Linked DNA regions of Anser cygnoides: region 2 is linked to region 1. Evidence: chromatin contacts called from public Hi-C data. All regions are on one chromosome and are shown on one strand. The core of a region is the stretch at or near the end of the contact, and the rest is flanking DNA. Distances in the headings are between cores, read along the strand shown.

The links. A called contact is a pair of places that touch in the nucleus more often than the background predicts.
Region 2: a Hi-C map of liver shows a contact between it and region 1, with 3 times the contacts expected there. The contact joins two enhancer-like sites. A contact is called at or near these places in 4 of 7 Hi-C or Micro-C datasets (blood and liver).

What each region holds. Positions count from the first base shown.
Region 1 is chr1:112,034,629-112,037,999 of Taihu_goose_T2T_genome, reverse strand. No RefSeq gene overlaps it. Among named protein-coding and RNA genes, the nearest start is that of BACH1, 15 kb to the left of the region's middle. Within about 2 kb of position 1,734, at least 1 of the 3 cell types and tissues checked has open chromatin away from gene starts, as enhancers often do. A contact at or near this core is called in liver, where this site is marked.
Region 2 is chr1:112,074,812-112,078,161 of Taihu_goose_T2T_genome, reverse strand. All of the region lies in intron 5 of BACH1 (BTB domain and CNC homolog 1), which reads right to left. Among named protein-coding and RNA genes, the nearest start is that of BACH1, 25 kb to the right of the region's middle. Within about 2 kb of position 1,736, at least 3 of the 3 cell types and tissues checked have open chromatin away from gene starts, as enhancers often do. A contact at or near this core is called in liver, where this site is marked.

The DNA of each region.
Region 1 (3,371 bases), core at 485-2,984:
GCATGCAGAGCTTCTCAGAGACACGGGTGCCACTGTCACAACTGCAAGAAACGTTTTTTATCTGTCACATCTTTGAAGCAGCTGAGATCTCCTCTTACTGGAAGAACTGGAAGGGGTATGTAAAGGGCGAAGAAAGGAGGAATGGGATGTATCTAACGTAGAAACCCATGGGATTTTCCTCCTAGCCCTGTATTTCTGCTATTTTTTTCCAAAGAAAAGCTGGCAGAGTATTTCTAAAATTGTTTAACAGTATTATACTGTCAATCTTTTAGTCAACAGCAGTTTCTAGATGCGTTTCATAGTTCTTTGTAAATATTTGACCTTTTTTCTATGTTTGCTTGCTTTTCTTTAAAGTCATATAGTTCCATATAATGACTCCACAGAGCCACTCCATGAGCATTGGCATGGCTGTAGCTGTGCAAGTAGGAACAAATATGTTTAATAGGGATGACAAAAGAGAATGTTTTCTTCATTACTTTGACTTACACCTGGGGCTGGCTTCTCAGAAGCTGAAGCTGGGCCTAGACCCAGCTCCAAGCACTGGAGCAGGATGCTCGAGTTTTGTACACACCTCACAGCATGAAGGCCCTTCCCAGTGCCAGGCTCAGTGACGACCTGTTTAGCTCACTCACAGCTCAGTGGAAAAGTACTGACCAAGCACGGTGTTTAAACACTCCTAGCACGTCATTACATTCAGATGGTCTTTTAGCCGTCAGGTTTCAAGCTGAGGTGCTGGTCTCTTTGGCCCTGATCCAACCAAACACTTCAACACGTGAATAAAACCCTACCGCTGCCAATGGGTGGGAACTACTCATCGCTTCAAGTCAGGTACGTGTTTGAGAGATTTGTTTGATATGGCAACAGTGCTCCACACTAAGTGCTGTGTTGAACCAGGGCCTAAATCTAGTTTACCATGCAGTGTGCTCTTGATGTTGCTGATTAACCTACCCAGCAGCCTCGCTCACTTAGGTGTGGACTCCTTCATTTCAGAAACCATGTTCAGCACATTTAAAATGCCCCTTTCTCATGATAAAAATCCAGTGATGATTACCTTCTGGATGACAATATGTTGGTAGCTTTACGTCAGAGCACTCTGATGGTCAAACCTTGAATTAACAGTCTCTTGAATAGAAGCTACAGGATCAGGAGACCCTCACAAACATCTGAAAACACTGCATGTACAGTCATGCTTAGGAGATACACAGCTATCACAGACTGCTGATAAAAATGTGGTCCACTACTTTTGGTAAAATCTTGCCTATGTTTTCTTTCGTTTTCACGTCTCACTTTTAAAACCATGTAACTACAGCTTTGTGTCTTGCCAGGTTTCAGCCAGGTGAGGAAAGAAACTTCTTTTTATGAACTAAAGGGGAATTCTGAAACAGATAAAGTAGCAAAGAAAACTTACTAGCATGCTTTTTTTGCTCTTTTTCCTTCAAAAATGTAATATGAATCCAAATTTTCAACAAAAAAAAATGATTGTTCAAATAAATTGTGGGCTGTGCAAGAGCCACCGATTTCATGGCTTGCAAAACAAGCCTAATATTCCAGTACAGCCACTTTGGGTCATTGAAACTTGAACTGCGTCTGGAAAATTTCCCATGCGTTAGCGTGCGCTTCCAAAGTCCAACACTTTGGATAATCAGGTTACTTAACCTGACTGAATGCAGAGAGAAAAATAGAAAGACAGCATTGCATTCTCATTTTGTTGTTGTTATTGTTATTGTATTTCAAAACGTAATTCATGAAGACCATGCTGTATGAGATTTAAGGCCTCTTAAAATTTACCAATAAATAGAAAAACATTTCTGAGCTGTTCTGTACTCTTATTTAAAGCATATTTGATTCTTAGGTTTTTTTGCTATTATATAAATCTTTTTTATATAAAGAGTCTGCAATCAATTAGTACTGGGTAATGCTTGTAAAGTAAAGCTGTTTAGGCCAGATTTCCAGGCAGGAATCAACAGAGATCAATGTAAATCCAGCTGAAGCCAGCAGAAAAACTTTGGACAGATAAAGAAGTTTCTATATGACATGGAAGTATGTTGAACTCTTTTAGCTTCTCTAGGGTGCCAGAACTCACTCAGCTCAGGTGTTCATGTTAGCTGTTGTCTAACGCTTTGCTGGAAACTACACCCTTGTACAAGTCTTTCTAGTATGTTAAAAACACTGGATATCACCCTTTTAGTATTTTCACACAGATACGATCAGATGGTGAGAAATCGGTAAACCATCCTATACCAGATAAAGTGAAGAATGAGTAGCTATAACCACTTAAACAACAAAAACTCCACTTGGAAAAATGTGATTGTATACTGAAAATATTTACTGAGGCATCTGTATGTCTTGCAACGGTAGTGGTAGATGTCACGTTACCCACAAGAGGGAGCTCACACAGTCAGATGTAAGAGCCTCTTCCACAGACTTAAACTAATGAGAGCTTTTCAAAGGGTCATAAATAGATTTAGGCACATTTTTAGCACATTTTAGTGCATACCTGGATGTAACTTAGTTTATCTGGGAACGTTTATGTAGTTATCTTTTCCTTGAAAGAATCCTCCTTTTTTCAAATTGTTTCACAAATTAGTGTTCACATTCTCCTTGAATGCAGATAAATTCAAAAGGAGGTATTATTTCATATGGGAGCAGTGGGCTTCTTGTCTGATTAAGCACTCAACAAGGGGCTGAGCTCCCCAGATAAGCCAAACATTTAGAACTGTATTTATGAGTATGTGTATGTATGAATGTGCCAGTCTCCCATGAATATTAACGCATAGTATAGAAAATACTATAGTTTCTTAGTATAGGAAATACTGATATTTAATCAAGTAAACCTATATACTGACATGAATACAGAAGGGTCTGACCATGAGACAGGTAAGGTTTTTAGCAGGTGGTGTTTTCAAAGGATGTCTTTGCTTCTGGCTACTCTTAACAATTCTGAGTGGTTGACTTACTTAAGCTGCCCAGGCACAGCAGGGGAGAGTGAGAAGCAGGAGTCAAAGGAAGAAGCAGGAGGGACTGAAGCAATCACAGGGCTGCGGAGGAAGTCTGTAGGCACAGGGCAGCCTGGGTTGCGCACCGGGATGTGCCATACGCTTGTGGAGCAGTCACAAGACAGAAGTGGGAGGTTTTTCATCACAGAACATCACATCACTGCCCCTTCGTGTGGGTAACTGCGGATCTAGTTAATAAAAGCAACAAACTCAGCTTGTGCAATAAAAGCAGTAAAGGCCGATTAGTGGCGATGCATTTATTTCAGTGCCAAAGTGCTCTAGCTTCAGTGTAGTTTTTACAACACATAGGCTATTTATCAAGGCTATGATTTGAGTATTTTTAATGCAAATACAACCCTTGGCATGGATTCATCT
Region 2 (3,350 bases), core at 487-2,986, 40 kb before region 1:
CTCAGCTATTTGAAGTGACTTTTCAAAACATAAAGCTTTTTCAAAACTAATGCTGACAAAGAAAAGAATAACGCTTACTTATTGAATGAAACCTAGCTCCACTTACTATAAATATTCCCAAAACACTAATTCTACAGCATAACGCATCTAAACTGTTACCACCCGTTAGGTCGACCAAACATTAAGCAGAACGGTTTCCATGGAGATTTTACATTGAAAATTTAAGTGTAAAAAACTAGACATCACATTTTCAGTATTGATACTACTCTGTTAGATGAAAATACATTAAATTCTCAAGAAGTGCTAAGTCCACCACAGAAAAAACAATAGACTCCAGAATTGTTTCTAAAGTAGAATAGGAAAATTTATTTTACTTCAACATCAATCTTTTCTGAGACTTCTGGTATAACTGGTTGAAGATGCAAGGACATGGAAAACTGAGGGGGGTTAGTCTAATGATGTAAACAAGCAATGTCTGGAGGAAAAGAAAATGAGGAAACGAAGGACAGGAAATAAGACCCAAATGAAGTAGCTGAAAGAAAAAAACACATTTTTAGTTCTACAGTTAATTTTAAAAGGCAGAGTTTTGAAGACATACATTTCAGTTTCTGCACAAAGTTTTAAATAGCTTTTGAGAAATAAATCATCATGGGTTACATCAATTCATTCTTAGAAATATTACTTTTATTTCTTCTCACATTCCTTCTTGCAGGAGAAACTCATACTGCAACCTCTACAATTTCGTTCTGAAAGAATTCATTAGTGTTAAGCGGCACTTTGCAAGGGAAGCAGTTTTTGCCAGCCTCTTTTGCCGAAAGCGATTAGAAAGAGTGCAGCTTTGCCAGATCTCCTAATCTGAAACGTACATTTTGGGTATGCAGAGTCACTCAGCTGTGCAGCATGGACTGATGAAATAATCTGGACTGTTGCTTAACACAAACTTCAACACTCAGAAATATTTTTTCCCAGTGTGTAAGATGGGGGTGGGGAATTTAAGTTGTTAAAAAGTTAATGCATTTCAATTTTAGCCGCATTATATTAATACTGCAAAGAAATGCTAACTAGTTGAGGTCAAAATTATCATCACATTAAGAACTCTCACTTCTGGTGAAGAATCTATTTAGGTCATGCATTTCTCCTTGCTATAGCATATATAACAAGATCTCAATTGCATTTTAGATCACAGCTACAGCCTGTCACGCAGTGACACATCCTCCTCCTGAGCCACGGGATCTCCAAGGAAGTAGTGTTTCTTGAGGCCAGCTGTCCTTTACTCTGCTCCCCCTCACAAATACCCTCAGTCTAAAACTTTGATGTGAGAAAAGTACAAGTTAGGTGGATATGCATACACAGGTGTTCTGAAAGAGCTGTTTCTATGAAGCTAACCTTTCCCTGAGAGGCCCACATGTATTCCCACATACAGAACAGGAGTGAACAACAGGAACACAAAGGCTCACCCGGAAGGTCAATAAGCAAAGACTATATGGACTATACGAGGGGGGTCTGTGGTGGTTTCACACCAATGGCCAACTGAAGTCCTCAAAGGAAGAGGTAGGGGGAGGAGAAAATATGACTGCAAACAAAAGCTTGCAGGTTGAGATAAGGATCGTTTAAAGGAAAAAGAAAAAAGGGAGGAGAGTCTTGATGCTGTGCCAACCCTGCTCAGCAAAAGACAAAACACTGGTGCGATACCAGGGCTGTTCTAGCTGCAGTTGCGGAACACAACACCACGTGGGCTGCTGTGTGGAAGTTAACTCCACCCCTGCCTGACTTAGGGTCAAAGATGATCTTCTGTACAGAGCTGGTCAAGAGAAACGACTCAACCTAATTCTCTCAGAGAGCAGTTCGATTCAACACAGAGTACTACTCTTGTTCGCATGTAAGTGGAGCTTAAGACTTTCAGATCACTTGGATAGGACGGTACACCTCAGGAGGTCTGCAGTCTGAGCAGTCACCTCTGGGTAAGACCAGTCTGCTCAGGGGTTTGTCCAGTGGCGTCATGAAAACCTCCTAGGACAGAGCCCACACAACCTCTATGAGTAACCTCCTCCATTGCCTGCCCATCCCCCTTGGTAAAAGGGTTTCCATATATCCAGTTGAAACCTCCTAATTCTGTTTATGACAGGGTCTCCAGCTATTCTGCTGTGAATAACGCTACCTGCTAGGAGGCAGGAGTACTCCCATTCCCAACATCATCTTGATGACTTCCCCACAGATGTGGGCAGGTGGCTATTAGCTCTCCCCACAGCCATCTCTCCCCGAGCAGAAGAGGCCCCATTTCATCTGCCTCTCCTCATGTAAGTACTTCAACCCTGACTGTCCTGGGGACCTCTCTCCTAACCTTATTCATTTGTCGAGATCCTTCCAGCACAGGGAGGGCGGTGGTGAAACTGGGCACCATATTCTGGATTCAGTCTTACAAGTACTATGTATAGGAGTGCAATCGCTGCCCTCAAACCACTGGCTGTGCTCCTGTTAATACAACCCAGGATGCTGACAGCCTTTTTTCAGCCCGGACAAGCTGTTGACTCATGCTCAGCTGTTGACTCATGCTCATGCCCAGAACAACCCCCCAGGGCCCTTTCAGCAAAGCTACTCCCCAGCCAGTCTCCAGCCTCTACTCATGCAAGGGGTTAATGTCTGCGCCAGATAGAGTGGTTTCTCAAGAATGCACCACAAATATTATGTTTTACTCTGAGAAAAACAAAAACCTGATAAGCAACAACTCAGACATCAATACAAGACAACACGCTGTACATACTGGAAACCAGTATGAGTAGTTTTGCCAAATAATATTTCCTAACAGTACACAGTATTATCTACCTGTCCAAAGTTTTCCAACTATAGCTATACCGCATTATCCTCTCTGAGCCACATCACAGAGAATACCGTGAGAAGAGCAACCTGCTTCTGAGACCCAAGACTGACCCAGAAAAGCAGAAAGGAGGCAGGAGTCGCCATGCACAAAGCAGCCTGGGTGTGTACCATACACTCTTCAGATGTCTCTTCTTCCAGCCACCCAAAAATTATGCCTAGACAAGTCTCAGTTTCTGTATTTGTGCACAACTTACACAAGTTTGACGGCGCACAGCATCAGCTGCCCTAAGACACTCTCAACAGCTCCAAACAACGTTTTCTCAAGAAGTTCTGAAGAAACTTACCCGCTCGGGTAAAAAAAAGTGACAGGAAACATTTGTGCCTAGAGCACAATTCAGAACTCAGGCCTTACCTCACAATTCTCAATGCTCATTGTCTAGCACTCGCACAATGATCTCTGTCAAACAGCAGACATTCATTCTGTTCTAGTGTAGGTCCACAGAAAAAAAGGATATTACACTATAATTATCGTT